2 separate regions of the Arachis hypogaea genome follow, and region 1 is linked to region 2. The links are chromatin contacts, called in public Hi-C maps. All regions are on one chromosome and are shown on one strand. Each heading gives the region's core, a stretch centred on a gene start, on an enhancer-like site or on the middle of the called end of the contact. The rest is flanking DNA. Distances are from core to core; before and after follow the strand shown.

Region 1 (4,987 bases), core at 1,276-3,775, 65 kb after region 2:
CTTCATATTAACTAAGACAAATGAATACATGAAGAAAAACTCAAAACCCTCTCCTCTATGGAACACACGATCCAAAGCTGTGCATGGAAAAAATTCAATCTTTATATTTAAGCTTTCGCTAACCCAACAAGCTGTCCCCAAATACACCACACTATCATTACCATTAAATACTGAACAACCGACAACGCTTCTTCACCAAATCAGACATTCAACTAAACAGGTCATTCATATCCCATATGAACTCCTCCTTAATTATGATATCTTTATCATCTTTCTTCTTCCTTTTCTCATTCTCATTTACCATCCCCATCTTTTCAAATCAGAGGCTACTACACAAGGCCCACACACGCTATAGAAGAAGACAAAGTAAGAACAATAAAATAGACTAATCTCTATTCTCCATCCCTAAATCACAAGACTCAAACAAACACAGCAAATGACTTCACATACTGTCTGTGTTCTATTTCAAAAGAAGACCTAACCCACGTTTTATCCATCCTTTACCAAAGTTAAGTGATCAACAATGACTATTACAAACTCTTTACTTTCAAATTCCATCAACACCATTCATTCAAATTTCACCTTCATCAAAACTGGTCATTATACCCTTAGTAAACAAAAAAGTAACTGCAGGTCATAATTACTTCTATCACCTCATTTACTACCTATATTCAATATTCTTCTATTTCGTTTACTTCATACCAATTCATTATTATTCATTCCATTTACTCAAAATAAATCGGCAATTATAAGTCGAATTCAATCCAAAGAACTAGACGGTTATACATCGGAATAACTCCAGTCAAAATTTTTATTTATAAGCCAGACCCATTCTAAGCAACCAAATACCTACACGTCGGCATAACCACAATCAAATTTGTATCTATAAGTCGAACCAGTCAAAAATTAAGCCGCTACATACCAACATCATTCTCTTTCAAGAAATATTCTATTCTTCATGCCATCAAATCAAATTTGGGGGCTTATCCTTATTATTTAACCATTATTCTTAATTATTGTCAAATTTCTTTTACTCTACTATTCACGTAAAGCCATTTCCAAGCATGACTATCACTTTTCAACATACAACAAGTTGAGTTTGGGAGTTACTATTATTACTATCACTATTCTAAATTATAATTACTATTCCGAATTACAAATACTATTCCGAACTATTATTACAATTACTATTCCGAACTATCATTACAATCACTATTCCGATCTATATTTATTATCATCATTCCAATTTATAGCATCACAAAAACTCATAAACTCAACTCGTCGTATTAAAAAAATCACAGGTTAAGCTTGGAGGCTGTGATTCGGTAGTTATAATCCGGTCCAACTATGCCTATAAATCGGATCCGAATCCAATAACAAATGTGGCTTATCTTCAATTAAAGAGAATCTCGCTAATAACAACCTACTCAATAACAAACTCAAATGATGGCCGAAAGATCAGGCTAATATCTCAACCTCTTTGAAAATGATTACATTCTATAAATACCAAACTCTAAATATGTAAAAAGTATGCTACTTACTTTGAGTAATATTATACTCATTTTCTATTTTTACTAATTTGAATGTTGGAGTGTCTTTATAGGTGTCTGTCATCGTTGTTCCTCTTAAAGTCGACGCATACCTTTTTTACTTTAAACGAAAGCAAGCTCAATCTCTGAATAGGACGAGTTATATATCAAGCTCGGTTTACTACGCACGAACACTTCTTATAAACAAAAAGACGGTAGAAATTAGCCAAAATTAATTTAAAGTTATTTTATTTTATATTTTTTAATTATTATTAAAATAAATACATAATATTATTAAATATAATAACTGTACAATTATAAATATTATATATGATAAATTAAATAAAATATTTTTAAATTATTATTTTTTAAAAATTATTCAAATTAATTTAGTCATTATTGGAAAGACAGATAATTATAGAACCAGGATTATGCTATCATGAGACGAAATTCTGCGTAAAAGATGGATCTTTGATCTTCATGGGAGATCCCATGCCATATACTAATACTAGTAATATTATAACTAAAATTAGTCAAACACAATAATCCTAGAAACAAGAGTTTCAAGTACAAACATTTTAATAAATTCTTGTGCATGTTTAATTAGCGAGTCTCTGTTTCCTTGTGATGCCTTTTTTTTTTTTTTTTTGGTTACCATTTACCAAAGCAGGGTAAGCGTTTTTTTTTTTTTTTCCTTTTTTTCAACGGATACAGAAATTCTTTGTCACTTTCGCAAGGGGTCAGTGAGTGAGTCAGTCAAAAAGGATCATTTTAGTAACAATCCGACAAAATCAGAGCCCTCTATTTTTTGCCTTTTTTATTTTATTATTTTCGCAAGTGTCCCTGGTTCCCTTTCAACCGTTTGTGTGTGTTCAAACACCAATTTCAAAGTAAGTCAAGGATGGCAAATTCGTAATTATATCCTAATTCAATGCCAAAAAGAAATCCTCCACAAACCCTTTCCATCTATTTAAGCACGCACACATCTCTCTCTCTCACGTCCACCTTATTCTCCTTCAAATAGTACTGTTTGTGATCAAAGAATAATCTTGATCCTTTCAGTCCAAGTTCTTCAATTATTCTTCTCCATCATCAGCAATTTAAACAACCAACTGTCCACAATAATTATGGTCTTTAGGTTCGTAATTATACCCTGTCATTACTTTGTATTAAGCAATTTCTCTCTTTTATGTGCATGCATGTTCCTCAATTACGATCAAAACTGAGTGTATTAAATTAATGGTAGCTAGACCTAGCTAGCTACTAGAAGTACTCAAGTAGTTAATTCATCAGTCTCTTATGTAACTAATTCAAAAGTTGCATAATATTTTAATGGACCTATATAGATTGAAGTTTGATTATTATTTTTTACAGCTTGGGATCCGAGGAGTTCAATAATCCATCAACAAGCAACAACACAGAAAACTGAGAATTATTTAAAAAGACACACACAGAACAGACCCTTGTCAAAGACATGCCCAGAGTGATGATGTGGTTCAGGTTCTTGTTCTTGCTAATTCTTCTCAACTTGCTGAACTTATCACATGGCAAAGAAACTGAAAGTCAACAAGACCTTGAGCTTCTCTTATCGTTCAAAGCTTCAATCCACGACGATCCACTTCACTCTCTCAGTAACTGGCTCCCAACCATTTCTTTATGCAACTGGAACGGCATCACTTGCAACAAGAACATATCTGATGTCATAGTCGTCACCACCCTTTCCCTCGCCGGTAAAAACATCTCCGGCGAGGCTTCTTCCTCCGTTTTCCACCTTCCAAACCTCACATCACTCGACCTCTCCAACAACCAGCTTACGAAGCTCCTATACTTGGATCAACCTCCTCCATTTCTCTCCCCAATTCGTTACCTCAACCTCAGCAACAACAATCTAACCGGCCCTCCCCCTCGCTCCTTGTTCTCCGCCTCCTTTTCTCTCCTAGAGACTCTTGACCTCTCCAACAACATGTTCTCCGGCGAGATCCCTCCCCAAATTGGCCTCTTCTCATCCCTAACCTACCTTGACATTGGAGGCAACCTTCTCGGCGGACACATTCCGAGTTCCATAACTCAGTTGAAAAATCTACAGTACTTCACCCTCGCTTCGAACCAGTTAGTCGGCGAAATCCCGAAAGACATTCGAGCCATGAAGAATTTGAAGTGGATTTACTTCGGTTACAACAATCTCTCTGGTGAAATTCCCAGTGCCATTGGTGAGTTAACTTCATTGAACCACCTCGATCTTGTGTATAACAACCTCACCGGAGAGATTCCTGAATCCATCGGAAGCTTAACGAATCTCGAGTACATCTTCCTCTACCAGAACAAATTCAACGGTCCGATTCCTCGTTCAATCTTCAACCTCAAGAAGCTTGTATCTCTTGACCTCAGCGATAACTCTCTCTCCGGCGAGATTCCGGAACTCGTGATGAATCTTCAAAGGCTTGAGATTCTTCATTTGTTTTCGAACAATTTCTCAGGGAAGATTCCCAACGGTTTGGAATCTTTGCCGCGGCTTCAGGTGCTTCAGCTGTGGTCAAACTCGTTGACCGGGGAGATTCCGTCGGAACTTGGGAAGCGTAACAACCTAACGGTTTTGGATCTCTCTTCTAACAACCTCACGGGGAAGGTTCCAGAAACTCTGTGCAATTCCGGGACGCTTTACAAGCTCATCCTCTTCTCTAACAAATTAGAAGGCCGAATCCCGAGAAGCTTGAGCACATGCAAAACGCTGCGTAGAGTGCGTCTCCAGAATAACAAGCTCTCTGGGAATTTGCCTGAGGAATTCACCAACCTCACTCAGGTCTACTTCTTGGATATCTCTGGCAACCAACTTTCTGGAAGAATCGATGATAGACAATGGAGCATGCCATCTCTTCAAATGCTTAATCTGGCTAACAATTTCTTCTCCGGCGAGATTCCGAGCTCGTTCGGGAGCAAGAAATTGGAAGATTTAGACTTATCAGAGAATCGATTCGCTGGTGAAATTCCTCGTGGAATCTTCGGGAATTCGGAGGATTTGGTGCAGTTGAAGCTCGGAAACAACAATCTTTATGGTACTATTCCTGAAGAACTCTGTTCATGCAAGAAGCTTGTGGCGTTAGACCTTAGTCATAACAATCTCAACGGTCAAATTCCGATGAAGCTTGCGGAGATGCCAGTTTTAGGGCTTCTTGATTTGTCGGAGAACCAATTCTCCGGCGAGATTCCGCAGAATTTGGGGAAAGTGGAATCTCTTGTTCAGGTTAACGTATCTCACAACCGTTTCCATGGAAGTTTACCTTCCACAGGAGCGTTCCTCGCCATCAACGCTAGTGCAGTCGCAGGGAACGATCTTTGTGACCGCGAAAGTGAAGCTTCTAACGGTTTGCCACCATGCAAGGGTTCTCAGAACCAGACATGGCTGTTCTTAGTGCTATGTTTACTCTTTGGATTGGTTGCGATTGCCGTTGCAGCTTTTC
Region 2 (5,319 bases), core at 1,732-4,231:
TTGTTGGGAAGGTGAAATAGTTAAAAATAAGATTTTAGTTGAAAAATAGGGCATGTGCGTACGCACAAGGGTGTGCGTGCACACGCCCAGGAGATTTTCAAGATGTGTGCGTACGTATAGATGTGTGCGTACGCACAAGTGTAAAATTTTACAATTCTGTCCACTCGCACAAGGCGTGCGAACGCCCTCAACAGAATGCACCTTCCAACGTGTGCGTGCGCACAGCTTGCAGAACTTCGTTGGTTATGTGCGCGCACAGCGCGTGCTAGTGCTCCCATCAATAGCCATGTCCCCGTGTGTGCATGTGCACAGGTTCAAAAATTCATGTGGTGTGCGTGTGCACACAAACTAGAAATCACAAATTCTGCAGCATGCACAGAATTCAGATTTTGACACCACTTTGCTCATCTTTGTATGCACCGAGGACGGTGCAATCTTTAAGTGTGGGGAGGTCGAGACCGACTTCTGTGGGTAATTACTTCCTTTTCCAACACCAATATTTAATTTTCTTTGTTAGATTAGTTGTTGCATTGCATAATAGATTGCATGCGTAGTTAATTGCTTGCATTTAGGTACTACTTGGTTGAAATGATGAATTCCTTTTTAAGAAACTGTTTTAAGGCATTTCACTAATTTGAATAAAATAATTTTGTTGAACTTGCCTAAGAAAATTTAATTTGGAACATGATTTTAGAGCTCGAACACACAGTTTTAGTGTGTGTTGTTCTCTCTAAAATTGTGATATTGCTTGATTCTATATTTCCATTGTTGGATGTATGCATGCACTTATGTGATTGAGGCCTTTGTTTCACTAAGCTCACATACCCAAACGACCTTACCCTTTTATCATCCTTTGCAAACCAATTTTGAGCCTATTTTACCCCATTTGTTCTTTATTTTAGCTCATCACTAACTCTAAGCAGAAAATAATGAATGTCCTTGATTTAAATCCTTGGTTAGCTTAGACTAGTAAGAGTCTATATGAATTAAGTGTGGAAAAATTGGGTGTGAAAACATTTGGTTTGGGAATTGGGTATGTTATACTTTTTTGTAAAAATGTGAAAAGAATTTTGGGCGCATGTTCATGCATTTGATACTCTAATCATATGAATTGAGAAAAACAAAAGAAAAAAAGAAAAAATAAAGAAAAATAAAAAGAAGAAAAAAAGAAAAAAAGAAAGCAATAAAAGGGGACAAAATTTCCCAAAGTAAGTGGTGATAGCAATGCATATGAGTTGTATTTAAATTTGGGATGCATGAATATGTGGAAAACATGGTTAATGGGTAGTTAGGTTTTGTATTTTGATTACATGGTTTGTCTTAGGTTAGGTGAGAAGTTTAGATTAATCAAGGATTTGGATTTTAGTCCACTTAACCAAATACATTCCTACATTGACCCTAACCCTATTACAATCCTTGAAAAGACCTCTTGATATGTGTATCCGTACATTAAATTTGTGTTGATTGGTAGAAGAAGAGCAAGTCTCAGAAAGCAAGATTAATAGAGAATCGAGAGAATCGACTCTTAAACACTTGTGCGATTAGAGCAGATACACTTCTGGTAAGGGTTCGGTGCTCGATTCTTTGTTTCCGACTTTCACGAGCTTTCTTCTTGCAAGTCTACTTGTACTTTATTTTGAGATTTGAATTAGTGGGATTCAGTTTATATTCGTTCATGGAGGATTTATTTACTTTTAACCAATTAGGTAGCAACATTTAGCATGTAGTTGCATTCATATAAATAAGTTATATTGCATAAGTCTCACCATTTCTCCTTCACTCTTTTGGTTCCCTTGAGCTTAGCATGAGGACATGCTAATGTTTAAATATGGGGAGATTGATAAACCACTATTTTATGGTATATTTTGGATTAAATTAAGAGGATTTTGTCAATTATTCTCACACTTATTCATGTAAATTATATGTTTTTAAGTTTCCTTCCTAATTTTGTGTTATGATTGAAAACATGCTTCTTTAGCCTTAAAATTGCTAATTTGTAATCTTCTCTATTACCATTCGATGCCGTGATATGTGTGTTAAGTGTTTTCGGGTTTTATAAGAGTAATATTACACGCCAAGTCTTTTTATGAACTAAATCTAACCAAATTAAACAATAAGATTTGGAATAATGCTAGTCATAATTGATTTTGTTATCTTAGACTAATTTGGTTGACAAAAAGACTTGAATGTATAATATTATTTTATATAAAGAGAGATATTTTCGATTGTATGGTTAAAAAAAGATTACTCATTTTATAAATTAGATATTTTAAAGACTAATTATGTTATATGTACATAGAAAAATAACTATTTGTATATGTATTGAAATACAAAATATATATTAAAAATGAATTAAATAATACATGTATTTATATACAACTATATAATAATTAATGAATAATTTGATAACTGATTTTTATGTATACATAATATTTTTTTTGTAAAAATTATTATATTATATATATTTTGTTTTCACTGTCAAAATTTTTTGGATTTGTCACTGTTCTCAGTATATTTTTGTTTTTTTTTTCTTAATTTTGAGATCCAAATAGCAAATAGGATAACAGATGGATCTTTTGAACTTTAAAAAAATTAAAAGTAAATGTTTTTTTAAATAAATAAGCATATTTTTTTTAAATAAGCATCTTTAATTGGGTTCGCTATTTTGACTATTTTTTAAATTTTTTAATAGGTTTTTTTTTTGTCAAGAAATTTTTCAATAGGTTAAATGGATAAGACCTATTAAGTTTCTAATTTTTATGGATCTAATATTGGAATGATAAGTTCCTCTATGTAAGGAGGATATTTTTGTCCAATCCATAATAAAACAAAACTTTAGGAGCCTTTGGTCCATTTTAATTTTACTTAAAAAAGATAAATGTTTATACGGTTAGTTGTTGTTTTGGACTTTGGTATCAAAGAACACACCATGATTTATTTTTGGAGGGGGACCCTTCATGATGACCACTCTAGTATACCATCATCGGTCTGGACTCCGTGATTTCAAATAAGTCCACCATTGAACAAAGCCCAAAAGATATGAGCCCTATATAATAAACCAACAATCAAAATACCAAAATAAAAAACCAAACAAAAAGGTCGGCAATATTAGATGCCTCACAAAGAACTGCACTGGATTCAAATCCTAGATTAAGCTGAGGAAGTGGAATCCAAACCCAAAAAAAAAAAAAAAAAACTGAGGAAGTGGAATATAAAACTTATAATAATAGTAGTATGTGAGTGTGTGTTGTGTAAGAAAAAAATTCTTTAATATGAGTTATCCGATTAGCTCCAAAATATGTTTATTTCATTATTTTTGGATGCCAGATCATGCTCATTAAGACTAAATTTCTAAAGTGGTTTCTAAGATTGATATTGTGTATTAAAATTGTTTTTGAAATTTTAATTGCATTAATTATGTTTCTGTGATTGAAAAATTGTACCATATTAATTCCTGACCTATTTTCTGTTAATAACGCGCTGACGTAGACCTTTAGTAACACGTGTCATCTCAGGGTTTGGTCGCGCGTAACGATATGATGACATGTTGATAAGTGACAAGTAGCATGCTGACATGGATGGTTATGCCATGTGTCACAATGCTATTTGTCAACGTGTCATCTACTATGTCATAATTAAATACATATGCACCAAATTGGTCCCTTACTTTGCATCAAATGACTCATTTTAGTCTCTAAAATTGAATGTCGTGTACCAAATTAGTCCATTCATTAGTTTTTTTTCTCATTTTTTTTGAAAATTTAAAATTATCAATATTTTTATTATACAATTTTTTATAATTAAGTTTTTAATTAATAATTTTAACTTGTATCGTTAGAGCACGTGCTAGCTAAATCTAAAACTTTATTATTGGCTCTTGTATTTATTTGTATCTGTTTTAATACTGTTCAAGTCATGGTTACAATAAGTGCTTATATTAATTAATAGTGTAATATATGAAAAGGCCGCCTAGCTAAGTTACAGATAAAACGAATTATTATAATCGACAGTATAAATCTATCTTACTAATTTAGTGAGAAGTCAATTATATGAAAAATTGGACATTCTTAAAACGGATGTGGAATAATGAATTTATATTAGCTGACAATTACCTTATCAAGTATTCTTAAAATATTTATTAAGATGTAAAATATTAAAAAAGTTTGTATTAAGAAATATTATTATACTTTTAACTTACACTCTTTACTAAATCAATATCAATATCTCATATAATTTTTTTATTTTAATAAAATATTGTAGAAAAAAATTTATATAATTAAAACTAAAATTTTAAAAATATTTTATAAAAGCACTAGTATTTAAATAACTTGTAAAAAGATAAAATTAAAAATAATGTATTCAAAGATATTAAAAATTTTGAATTTATAAAAAAAGAGAAACAACTGATGAAGGGATTAATTTGGTACACGACATTCAATTTCAGAGACTAACTGAGTTATTTGATGTAAAGAAAGGGAGCAATTTGGTGCATATGAAACGATGACATAGTGGATGACGCGGGACAAATAATATTGTGACATGTGGCATAATCTGACACGTGATAAAATATTATTATGACACGTGACATAACCATCCATGTCAGCATGATACGTGTCGTTGACCGACACGTCATCATATTGTTACACATGACCAAACCATGAGGTGACACGTGTCACCAAAAGTCCACGTTAGCGCGTCGTTAACGAAAAACGGGTCAAGGACTAATATGGTACAATTTTTTCAATCTCAGAGATGTAATTTGTGCGATTGAAATCTCAAGGACAATTTTGGTATACATCATCAATCTCAGAAACCACTTTAAAAATTTAGTCTGCTAATTGAATCAAAACTTTTCTTTCGTCCAAGAAAATTTTTAAAAGTTTTAAAAAATATTTAATATTTAATTTGTTTTAATTTTGTCGTTGATATTTTAAATGTGTTTTAGTTATAAACTTATTATTAATCTTTTTACAATGAATTATTAGTCATTGTTTTTTAGATTTTATCCTTTTCAATCTCAATTTTAAATTCTAAATTTTAAATTAATCTCACTCCAACTCTCTCCTGAGTCCTCCGTCGTAACCCACCCACCTATCCTCAAATTCTAACTTTCATCGTCACCTACCTCACTCTAAATTACAATTGTTGTCGCCTCCAACCTTACCATAACCACATCCCCACTAACATCAACATTAACAACAACAACAACAACAACAACAACAACAACAAGAGACTAGAAGGTTGGAAAAGGGGGAAGGGATGGGTTGATGGTAACAAAGATGGAGCAAAATAAGAGACAAATGGGGAGACAGAGTAGAA

Evidence for each region. Hi-C and Micro-C count contacts between places; a contact is called where the count stands out from the background.
Region 1: a contact with region 2 is called in a Hi-C map of an unstated tissue, with 5 times the contacts expected there. The contact joins the promoter of LOC112716088 here to the enhancer-like site in region 2. A contact is called at or near these places in 3 of 8 Hi-C or Micro-C datasets (leaf and an unstated tissue).

The regions. Positions count from the first base shown.
Region 1 is chr10:98,866,014-98,871,000 of arahy.Tifrunner.gnm2.J5K5, forward strand. LOC112716088 reads left to right here and starts at 2,526. Exons shown (of 3, transcript XM_025767937.3): 1 at 2,526-2,667; 2 at 2,904-4,987. The coding sequence starts at 3,004.
Region 2 is chr10:98,800,715-98,806,033 of arahy.Tifrunner.gnm2.J5K5, forward strand. No RefSeq gene overlaps it. Among protein-coding and RNA genes, the nearest start is that of LOC112717797, 12 kb to the left of the region's middle. Within about 2 kb of position 2,982, at least 2 of the 3 cell types and tissues checked have open chromatin away from gene starts, as enhancers often do.